Linked DNA regions of Mus musculus: regions 1 and 3 are each linked to region 2. The links are chromatin contacts, called in public HiChIP or PLAC-seq maps. All regions are on one chromosome and are shown on one strand. The core of a region is the stretch at or near the end of the contact, and the rest is flanking DNA. Distances in the headings are between cores, read along the strand shown.

The links. HiChIP or PLAC-seq counts read pairs in DNA pulled down with a chosen protein or histone mark.
Region 1: a FOXA1 HiChIP or PLAC-seq map of pancreatic cancer cells shows a contact between it and region 2. The contact joins two enhancer-like sites. A contact is called at or near these places in 2 of 484 Hi-C or Micro-C datasets (the C2C12 cell line and nephron progenitors), 8 of 115 datasets of contacts at active chromatin or transcription factors (the NIH/3T3 cell line, cardiomyocytes, embryonic fibroblasts and 4 more) and 1 of 9 other capture datasets (embryonic stem cells).
Region 3: a contact with region 2 is called in an HNF4G HiChIP or PLAC-seq map of pancreatic cancer cells. The contact joins two enhancer-like sites. A contact is called at or near these places in 7 of 115 datasets of contacts at active chromatin or transcription factors (the NIH/3T3 cell line, astrocytes, embryonic forebrain and 4 more) and 1 of 9 other capture datasets (embryonic stem cells).

Annotation. Positions count from the first base shown.
Region 1 is chr4:56,617,903-56,622,001 of GRCm38.p6, forward strand. No RefSeq gene overlaps it. Among named protein-coding and RNA genes, the nearest start is that of Gm26144, 59 kb to the right of the region's middle. Within about 2 kb of position 2,104, at least 46 of the 459 cell types and tissues checked have an H3K27ac peak or open chromatin away from gene starts, as enhancers often do. A contact at or near this core is called in the C2C12 cell line and pancreatic cancer cells, where this site is marked.
Region 2 is chr4:55,657,527-55,661,235 of GRCm38.p6, forward strand. No RefSeq gene overlaps it. Among named protein-coding and RNA genes, the nearest start is that of Gm12511, 88 kb to the left of the region's middle. Within about 2 kb of position 1,600, at least 19 of the 459 cell types and tissues checked have an H3K27ac peak or open chromatin away from gene starts, as enhancers often do. A contact at or near this core is called in the C2C12 cell line and pancreatic cancer cells, where this site is marked.
Region 3 is chr4:56,416,841-56,420,578 of GRCm38.p6, forward strand. No RefSeq gene overlaps it. Among named protein-coding and RNA genes, the nearest start is that of Gm34628, 60 kb to the right of the region's middle. Within about 2 kb of position 2,466, at least 28 of the 459 cell types and tissues checked have an H3K27ac peak or open chromatin away from gene starts, as enhancers often do. A contact at or near this core is called in pancreatic cancer cells, where this site is marked.

The sequences.
Region 1 (4,099 bases), core at 854-3,353, 960 kb after region 2:
CGGGTCGGGAAACATTTTTCAGAATTTTCATTTCTGACGTCTTTGCTATCTCTAAATTCCCATCCTTTTGCACGTGCAATAAATATCCACTTTATAATTTATAAGCAAATGGAGATGCAATGCTAATCATAAATATTAATGGAAGAGCAGAGATGACGATGTATGCCCAGTCACGGAGCCTGAAAGAGCATTTCTCTGGGTGGCGTGGCAGTGTGGCAGCCCGTGCTTACCTCCCACTGACACTGAGTGGCTGCACACAACAGTGTTTCTCTCTTTGTAGGGCCTCTCAGCCCTTGGCAGTGTTATGAAGAAGCTGGAGCAGAGGTAACAGATCCAGGGTGAGGGAGAGAACCATTGCCTGCCTCTTACCAGCTCAGATGACGTCAAAGGATTGTGTTCTGTGTTGGAAGTTATACTCTGAAAAACCACCCTGAAATATCATTGCTTTCTTTTCCAAAGTCAGTGACAAACATATCTAGGACACTTGAAACCCTACCAGCAGAGGAGATTAGATAGAACTGGGTGTGTTCAGGCAGCCTGGATTGTGAGATATAGAGGAAATAGTGCCATTTTATAAAGAATCATCTTAAGAGGGAAAATAGGTGTATTCTATGTGGCCCAAGGGTTAGAGCCAATAGGTAGCGTTAAAGATAAGAAGACTCAGACACACCCTGCAGAATGTCCCGAAAGTGCTACCTCCAAAGAGGAACTGAGCTTTCTGGAACCAGAGGTGGGCAAGCACACAAGTCGACTTCTGGTTGAAGGTGCTGCAGAGCAACACATGGGCTGTTGACCTAAAACATGAGCCCTGTGTGGTGGTTTTAGGCGGTAGATGAATGGCTAGTTTATTTCTGTAGTTGTATGGTGATTGAGCCCATGTTCTTAATTCAAATGAGGTTGCGTTCACTTAAGTCAATCAGAATTTAAAAGAAAAGAAAGTCATCCAGAGGTTAGAGAAATGGCTCAGCATTTACACAGCATGCACCGCTCTTCCGGAAGACCTAAGTTTACTTCCCAGCACCCATGTCAGGCAGCTCACAACCACCTATAACTCCAACTGCAGAGGATCCAGCACCTTCCATTGCATTCTGCTGACACTTGCACTTACATGTATATACTCAGACAAAGACATACATACACACAAAATTAAAATAAATTAAACCCTTTGTAAAAAAAAATCACCAAATAAGTAAGAGACGTGCAGACTTAGCAAAAGTCATGACTGACAGCTGCTGGGGCAGTGTGGGCAGGAAGTCCTCCTACCAGCCCCAAGGCCCTAAAAGCAGCAGAGAGTCCCTCCAACACACTCTCCAGCCCAAGGTCACTTTCACTTTCTGTTCACCTTCCCACAAAGCACGGTCCCAAGCCCTCAGCTACTCTGCAAATCACCTTTCACATGTGCAGATCTAAGTAGCAAGAAGTTCAGTTCTTCTCTGGAAGTAGTAGCTCTTCCAGAAAGTTCTGCAGGTTGTGCCTAAATCTTCTGGCCTGTAACTCTAAAGAAGTATCAGCCAAAGTCCCAGGGTAATTGGATCTGCCTGACTCGGAAACAACCCGGTACCTTGGTATCTTTGCTTTCCTCCTCCCCATCCAAACGCACCTCTCTTAGACTCTTGACAATCTGCTTTCCTGTTAGAAGATAGAGCTGTTGAGTAGATGCTCTATCCTGGGCTATTCATACTGCCTCCATCTACAGGAATGTGCCCTTATTGAGTGTTATCTTGTACAGTGTATTTGAACCTCAAAAGGCAAATACCTACCAGAGGTAAGGATATTAAGTTTTAATGCTTAACAGGACTTTTTAGAGAAATTTCTTTTTTGTTCAGGAAGGACTTTTGGGTTCCCCCAAATAATTCACAGTTCTATTAGAATCATATGTTTCCTCTTCACAGTTTAGAAAGCACTTTCAATACCTTTTTTTTTATTCTGATTCTCACAGTAACCCAAAATGAGTCTTGTATTGATTATCTTCATTTGGGGGGGGGCTAGGAAATAAAGATCCAGAGGGGCTGTTTAACTTTCTCAAGGCCACACAGCTTTCAAAACCACACCCAAATAAATCCCTTCATGCCAAACCCATAGCTCAATCCACTGTACCACACTGCCCTCCAGTGTCTCAAAGAAAGGACTATTGCCAGCCATAAGTACAGTATGCAAAGATCCATCTCAGGTTTGAGAGATGTCTGAATTTGGATGCTAGAAGTTAGTTTTAGAGTGATTCTCACTCAGTTCCCTGCTGACCCTCAAAGAGCCAAGAGGTTCCCTCAACTGCCTAAGACATGTAGGGGACATCTGACTGTCCCCTAAATGGGACCATACAAGCAAAGAGCTTCTACAGTCTAGCATGTTCAGTATGCGCTCAACCCTCCATGGACAGTCTGTTGCTACACGTCACGTTTCCATCCGTGGTCCTGGAGAAATCTGAAACAGCTAGCTGAGCTGAGCATCCACACCTGGAACCTATATCCCCACTCCTCACATCGCATCTAAAACCCAAGTGCACACTGCTGCTTGCTTGGCCTTCAGAACTTTTGTGAAATGAATAATTTCAGCAAAACGTATCTTTGTCTAAGACAGTGGCTCTCAACCTTCCTAATGCCGCAACCCTTTAATACAGTTCCTCATGTTGTGGTGACCCCCCCCCAATCAAAAAATTTTAATTACTTCATAACTGTAATTTTGCTACTGTTGTGAATCATTAATGTAAATATCTAAAATTTGACCGCCAAGGGGGTTGTGACTCACAAGTTGAGAACTGCCGGTCTAAGGGGAAACTCAGGGCTTTAAGAGGAAAGGCAATAAAACCAAGATTACTAACTGACCACCTCTAAAGCACAAAGCATCTCAGGCTTTATATCCTCCATGTGTTATCACCATGTGCCCTCAAGTGTCCGAGCTTGTCCCCATGTGAGACTTTCTGTACCTTGCTCGGACCACACAGATCACGAAGACAAAGTGCTGAGCCACGCGACTCATTCTGTCTGGGGACAAGTCAGTGTGAGCATGTGCCCTGCCCTGCTTGGGTGTGCAAGGCTCCAGTCTGCAAGCTCTGAGGTCAGCATTCTGGGAGAGAAGCAGTGTTCTAGATGAACAAGGGTCTGAGAGGGGACGTAGTAGAGAGGAACAAACTGAAGGACGGACAATTTGGAGGACAGAAAACCAAGGTTTCCCAATGCAAGTCCAAGTTTTTCTGGTTCTGTAACTTTCCTTCTTTTATTTTTTTAATCATTTGTCCATTTTTTCCATACTCTACTTTGGTCTCTTTCCTATTAATTAATTGATTAAAATGATTAATTCCTTCCATAATATTAACAGTGTCTTCATGATGTTTGTGGGAGCATTTTACCCTCGTGTACTGTCTTTTAGCTGTGATGATTTACTATGTAAATGTACTCCATTAATAAAGTCAATCCGGTTTTTAAAATGTACTTCCCATACTGCCTGCGGTCCTTCGCCCACCTGCCTCAAACCTTCCACACCTTATCTAGACCTGTTGTTCCCCTTTCCCACCCATCCCCATGAAACAACCCAACCTCCTTTCCTACCTCTCTGATCCTCATCCAAGCCATGCCTCCTCCCTCCTCCATATCTTCCTCTTGCCTATGAATCATGGGGCCCACTCAGAGCCTCTTCTCTCTGAAAGACTCAAAATGGTTTATTTACCTAAGACTCTCCCTCCACCCCCAGTCTTCTCTATCCTCATAGGATGGCAAGGTGAAGAAAGTATGAGACCCAGCAGAGAACAAGAGAGGGAGCCTACATGTGCATGATTCATGGTTCAGCAAGGATGAGTGAAAGAGGCCAAGGTGGGTGTGGGAGCAGCGAACACACAAAGAAGAGAAGGATTAATTGAGCCAAGCCAAGCTCAACCTTGAAGATGCTACTTTGGTGTGTTCCCGAAATAGGGCTGAGCTTATGGCTGGTTCTTACTTGTTAGTAACCAGTTTACCCATCCTTCTCTTAAGTCCTCCTTAATTAATCTTCTTAAAGAGAGCAACCTGACTCTGCCAGATTTGCTGGCCAAGTGTCAAAAATCTGTTCTGCCACTAAAATTTCGAGATCTTCACACAGAGTTTGCACAGAGAATAAGCAAACAGCT
Region 2 (3,709 bases), core at 350-2,849:
ACACAAAGCTGACACCCTGAGTACAGGACAAGCACACACTGTGCAGTGGCAGCATATGGTTCTTGGGTCCACTGAGAAGGAGCCACTGTCATGATAGCATGTCACTCCCTCCCTCCCTGTTATGGGGAAGAACACAACACTTAGCCAGCTAAACACCCAGCTACAGTTTCATTTGAAAAGCTGGATTTGATTAGAAAGTCGAGGGGACTGATATATGACGACAGATTAAGGAAAAAAAAAGAGAGAGCAAGCATAAATATGTAGAACTCACCCAAATGATGACTAAGGGGCACAAAGCATACAGAACCCTTGCACATGGAGATGGAAGCAACTTATCGAACATTTCGGTCCCATCTTGGGTATAGGCTATCACAATTCTTGGCAACACGCCTGCAGTATCTGAGGCCAGATGGGTTTTTAGATCGAGGGACATGTTTTGGGTTGAGATTCCCACATTTCTTAGGAAATTCTTACCTCTTGGGGAGATAACTTTACAGATAAGCTGCTCTCATCACATACATACATACATACATACATACATACATACATACATACATACATACGTATATACATGTGTGTATATTATATATAATATAGCTTTCTTTTTAAAATTATGTTTTCTCTTGGATATTTATGTATTGGGTAGTAATTTATCGGAGACAGGGTGTCACTACATAGCTCTGCTCACGGCAATCCTCCTACTCCGCGGCCTCTCAAGCACTTTGACTGTAGGCATGAACCAGCAATCCCATCTTGTATTTTTCATTTGATTCCTAGTTAGCGAGCTCGTGGAAAGACTCTTGTTGGTATACTACTTGGAAATGTAAGGCTGGGGAAAACAACCCCTTTCAGTGTGGGCGTGGTTAGGCAACTCCATCACTCTCCCTGGCTATGGAACTGCACGGTGACAGTTTACAAAGGATGCACGAAGCTCTGTAGGTATGGTGTCCCGTGGAACGAGGGTGTGAACACGTCAATTGGGATGGCTTGCATGGCTGATCCTCTTTACAGATGGCCACACATCTGCACACAGCTGCATAACTTCCCATATGAACATCTACAGGCTTAAACTCATGCGCAGAGGCTGAGAAGGCAGGAGGACATCAGAATGAGTCTCTGGGGAGAGTGGCTCCCAAGAGAGGTTTCTGCTCTATGTAACGTCTGCATTGTTTGCATTGAGAATGCATTGCTTGGGTAATGAAAAAAATGATTAAAACCATAACTGAATCCTCCCCCTGAGTTTCTAGGAGACAGCTGAGGGCCACAAGTCCCTGCCTTCTGTACTTTTTCTCCTGGACTTGGGCAGAGTGCCCCTTGTCCTTGTTCTGGACTCTTACTGATGCCATCTGCTCTGCGATACTTAACCCAGCCTTGACCCTCTCTATCTCCTTCAAGGAGCACAGTAAGTCCTTGATGACCATTTCCCTGGAGCCCAAGCACAGCTGCCTTAAGAGCTCAGCTTGTGTCCTAACTCTTTTTTTTCCCACCGGATCTTTCAGTTCTGCATAGCTCCATTACTCTGGGCCTCCCTCTCTACCTCTCATCCTTCCTCTCTCCAGATGGGGTTGGGAGTGCCAGGGATGTGGGGTGAGTCAGCTGGTGCTCATGACCACACAAGGTAACACCGCAGGGCCTCTGTGCAGCAGCGGTGGCGGCAGCGGTGGCAGCGGCCCCAACAGCTCACATCCCTCTCTTTTTTCTCAGATTCACTCTTCCTCTACTGAACCACAGCTGAGAAAGTTGTGGGCAGTCATTGCTTCTACTCTAGTCCTAGCCTCTCATTCTTGGGAGGTCTGTCCTGGTGGTGCCCACATGTCCGTGGTGGGCAAAAGAGAGAGGTCTTCTGGGACGCCCAGGAGATCATGTTTTTCCACGGCCCTCGGTCACCGAGCCAAGGAATACGCGCCTGGGTTTTCCCTTCTGTAAGTTGAGAAGGTTGGTTTCCATGCTTTCAGAGCCGCTTCCAGCTTGACGCTCAGCAGTCCGTGCCTTTGTTGTGCTCACCTCTCCTGTGTGGCCTGGGACCATCTTGTTTCTTTCCCACGAGTCTGTGCAGTAGACAACGCAGCTCATATTTCCCTCCTTGGCAGCCTAGGAAATCAAGGCTTTAGCGATGGCGAGGATGGCCCACGGTCATCCTGCTGCCTTCATAGAGGCACACAGGAACCAGAGCATCTTCTATGATGGGTAGGTGAGATGACAAACAGAGCAGCCAGGGAAAGGACTTGGAGGAAAGGGAAGGCAAGGGTGCCTTGATCAGCTCAGTGTGGCCAGAGGACTATAGAGAGGACAAAGTCTAAATCTACCTTATGCTACCCTCTGCAAAACCCTTCGAGCAAAAGTGGGCTGGTAACTTTTTTTTTTTTTTTTTTTTTTAAGGCTGGTTCAGACTTGCTAGTAACATGTCCTTTCCCCTCCTCCTCAGTGCTGGGTTTACAGGGATGTGTCACCATGTCTAGTTTCATGCAGTGCTGTGGATGTTACCCAGGGCTTTGGGCATGCTAGACAAACATTCTACCAAGTAAATGACCTCAGTGGCCCCTGTCATTGGAAGAATGGGTTCTTAAGGATCTGGTAGGAGGGTTTTCTACATGAAAGCAAGTGCTTGCATAGAATCCTACATTATCATCAGCTAAGTGAGATGATCCAATCTCCAAGAAAGCCTTTATCCCTATCGTTGGCTCAGTGCTTTCAGTGCTCACCGCTGATGTTCAGTTAGCAAGGTAAAGTCACTGCATGCTTAGGGAGATGTATGCAATTGGTTCTGGAAAGCTGGACAGAGACACTACAGCACCTCACTGCATTCTTCTGCTCTTAAATGTCTGGTTGCCTCTTGGGATGGTTTGTATATGCTTGGCCCAGGGAGTGGCCCTATTAGGAGGTGTGGTTTTGTTGGGGTAGGTGTGTCACTGTGGGCATGAGCTTAAGACCCTCATCATTGTTGTCCGGAAGTCAGTCTTCCACTTGTAGCCTTCAGATGAAGATATAGAACACTCTCTGCTCTGCCTGCACCATGCCTGCCTAGATGCTGCCACAATGCCACTTTGATGATAATGGACTGAGCCCCTGAACCTGTAAGCCACCCCCAATTAAATGTTGTCCTTGGTCATGGTGTCTGTTCAGAACAGTAAAACTCTAACTAAGACACCACTGCACCTTAGCAACTGTCACAAACTACAATCTGCAGGACTTTGAGAGGTTTCCAGGGGAATACCCATGGTGGACTGAAGGCTTTAAAGAGGGTTAAGTAAATTAAAGCAATTATCAAAAACGTATCACTACATAGAAAGTATTGGGGAGTGCTACATGAGTGGAAGTCAGGTTTGCTGGCTAGACTCTGTCTGCCAGCTGTCTGGGACTATGACAGTAACTGGAAGGATAAAGAGCTCTTCCCCAAGAAGACCCATGACTCTTACATTTCATTTCATTTTGTTTTGTTTTCATAGATCTTGTTTTTACAAATCATTATGTAGCTAATGATAATTTAGGATTGCATGCAAACATTGCTTTCCTGCACAAAACCCTCCTACCAGATCTCTAAGGACCTATCTATTCTCTCGAGGACAGGCATCCCTGAGGCAGTATGTAATGTGTCAGATTCAGATCAAAATAAGGTTCCACCATTATTCTGTCCAGCATGTAACACACACATCATCCCATCATCTGAAAGAGGGTGACACTAGCATCCACCTTCAGAGGGTTAATGAGG
Region 3 (3,738 bases), core at 1,216-3,715, 760 kb after region 2:
ACTTCACTGAAATATAAGTGAGACTGAGAGATGGCTCTCCATCAGTACCCATATATCTGTAGATTAGTCAGGGTATTGAAGAGTTGAGAAAGTGTTTCATGCTAAGAATTGTGAGGAGCCGCCCTTGCAATCGCCATTACAAGATGGCGCTGATATCCGGTGTTCTAACTAGTAAACAAGTAGTCTGCGCATGTGCTGGGGTATTTTTCCATGCCTTGTGCCCTGCCTGTCCCGTGACGTCACCTGGGCTAATAGTGAGCAGCTAATCAGGAGCTGACACGTCTCCAACCACTCTTTGTGGGTTATAAAAGGACTGAGTTTCCTGTATTCGAGGTCTTCCTCCTGAGAAGTAAGCAATAAAGCTTTTGCCGCAGAAGATTCCGGTTGTCCTGAGTGTGTTCTTGCCGGCAGGGACAAAAGCTCGGGATAAAGAATAGTAGAAGAAATCAATGAGGTGGGGGAAAGTATGATAGAGAACAGGACAGTTAACTCAGAAACCTGAAGTTGCACCGTAGCTGAAGAAGGCAAGCGTTTTCTGGAATCACTGAAGTCGGAAGAGCCCAAAACAAGGGCAAGCAAAAAGGCAGATTCCTCCTTATAGAAAGACACAGCAGTAGGGCTCTTCCAGAAAAGGAGGAGTTGCTTCCACCAGCAGAGAGTGTTCTGTGAATGGAGTTGTCCAAGCCCCAAAGGCCCAGCACTTGCTCACTACTGTGTCAGTCCTGAAAACAACTTCGATTATTTAGTGCATTACAGTTTTGTAGGGGAAAGGGAGAATTCAATAACAAGAATGAGATTTTAGTGTACAGACGCATCCACCTTCAGTGTTCCATTTTCACATTTTTTTCACTTTCTTTGTAAGGATTTTGGAGGTACAGAGCCATAAAAAGATGTACCAGAAGCCACATGGTGAAGAAGACATTTCTACTACTGCATCAAGTGCCATTACAGCAACTGAACCCAACTTTCTCAGAAGGACACAGGAAAGAGAAGGGGCTCAACATGGTTACAAAGAAGGAAAACATCTTCATCAGAACTCTAGCCTTTGGTTGAAGAGACCTCAGGCAAGGCTTTGGAACTGTGGTGGCAAAGGAATTTTCATTGTAAAATTGTACCTTTAAACCTCATTTTGAAATGTCATTTGGATGCACAGTATTTAGCACAAAAACAAGTAATTGTAGTCTTAATATTAGTTATATATTCAATTGTACAGTTGGGAGGCACTATAACTTGTCAGCTCTTTAAAAACTGGAGTAGGAGCTGGAGGAATGGATCCACAGCCTGTCCTCGGTGGGAGAGGATGCACCTAATCCTATAGAGACTTGATGCCCCAGAGAAGGGGGGATGCTGGCGGGAGGGGTGAGGTGTGGGAGGGTGGGGGAGCACCCTCTCAGAGGCATAGGGGAGGGGGGATAAAGTGAAGAACTCTGGGAGGGAGAACTAGGAAAGGGGGCAACATTTGGAATGTAAATAAATAAAATAATTTAATTTTAAAAATTGAAAAAAAAAAGCCTACTGTTCTTACAGAGAACCCTCCATGCTGGGCAGCTCACAGCTGTCTATAAGTCCAACTCTGAGGAAACTCATGTCCTCTCTGGCCTACACAAGACCTTGCCTCAGGAGTACGTAACCACAACCACACACACATAATACACATTTAAAATAAATCTTTAAAATGGATGTATTACATACACACTACATACTAGCCAGTTAGACTACATTTCCACTTTTTAGAACAACAAAAAATCCTCTAATCTTTTCACATTTCAGAAATATCATAGCACACATAGACACACATCTGAATTATGATTCATGAGGAGTAATAACACGTATGGTAAAAAAAAAAAATTTAGTGACTAAATTCATAGCCATACTGTGTGGTAAGTATTGTTAGCTTTAATTTTATTGTTAATGGGATCCAAAAGCTGATTCATGCAAGGTCACCTAGATAATTAGCCCAAAAGGTTTTAAACAAAATTGCTGACTCAAATCCTCATGATTTGCCAGCTACAGCAAGCCCTGATGAACAGTAGACATGAAGGATCACCAGCAGTCTCAAGACCTAGGAATTAGTCAGCCCTAGAGGGCCAGGGCACAGGGTCCTCACATGCCAGTATTTTGACCATAATGCTGAAAAGCTCACTCCTTTTGGATGCTCAGCTACATTACCGAGGGACTAGCCAGGCCTTCTCAATACGATATGAATGGACAGGGTGGATACCATAAAGCAAATGAGTCTGCCACACATTCTAGGGAAAATGATACTTGGAGCAGTCAGAAGAAAGAAAAGACCCAACAAGGTCTGAAGGGAGTCATTATCTGGAGCAATTAGCAGGGTCTACAGTCTGTGCCTTCCATCTTTAGGCTCATAAAAATCTTCCTTGTCAGAGTTATAGATTTGCCTAGACCCAGACCGTTGACTCACTTACTAACACATGTGGACATTCATCAGAGGAGTTGTCAAATCTGCTCACTCCCAGTGAGGAAAGCCATTGTCAAGACAATGGATGCTGTGTCAGCCTGACCAGCCTTGGACAAGCAGTGTGCAAAGCCAAGTCAGTGGAGCCTCTGTTGTGGGTCTTGATCAGAGCTAGGGAAATAACCAGGTGAGCTCATGTTTAATGATACCAGACAGGTTAACTGGCTAATGCTCTTTGTCCCATTCTGAGACAACTCACTAGAGCAAAAGGAAAACTGAGGTCAACCTGATAAAGTGCCAGACATGAAACTGCTGAGATGACAGGGAGGCGGGTCCCTGGTCACTCTCTTCTCACCAAATCCTCTCTCTAGCAACTCCATCCTGATGGACAGATTCTAAATGGAGATTGTGAATGCCAAGTTTACTTGTGGTCAGGACTAATGTAAGCGTGTGAGTCATTCCGATCCCTTGGGGAGACCTCACCTTACTCAAAGCTAACAGTTTATATGTGGACATCTGAGCTTGATTCTCAGAGCTCAGTCTGTCACTAGCAAGCCTGTGTCAGGGCAATCTGACTGATGATTTTACAAATAGAAATTAAACTAAAGAATGTACTGTCAAACCAACACAAGGTTCATGGCGGTGGGGACTGGCAAGCACACACATATTCAAGGTTTTATATATATTCCTATACCTGTATGTTGATACATGTATAGATGAGCTCAAAATATTATAAATTTTAATCATCCTTTCTTCATTTTCAGATGAGGAAGCCTTAGCTAACTTCCTTGTCTATAGTTGTAAGCCAGAAAGTAACAGATATTCACAATTAAAAAAAATTCTCCATTCATCCTATTATCTCAGAACACTCTTTAATTTTCTATGAGCACCAATTTTAATAATATAATATTCTAAACATCTCTACTTTACTTAAACTATTGTAAGTATCTTCTTATATTAAATATGATTCGAAAACCACCACTGAGCGAGCTGACTTGCTATCTCATCAGTGAGGCATCAAAATTGGGTAGCCAAGTTGCTTTCCATTTTTTCTTTTTCAAGTAGAACTGCAGAGAAAATCCTCTCAGAAAAGCATTTTAACAAACACTTGTTTCAGAATTATTTTCAGGTCACAGGAAAGAGTGTCTTTCTCAGTTTCTCCTGGTGCTAGCACCTCGCCTTTCCATAGTACAGCCCTGACAATGGAAAAACTGAACTTTGATGCTTTGTTCTGCTTTCATTAGGTTTCCCACCAATGGTGTGCTGTTCCAGGATCCAAACCAGCATGTTGCACTGCACTGAGTGTAGCAAACTGTATA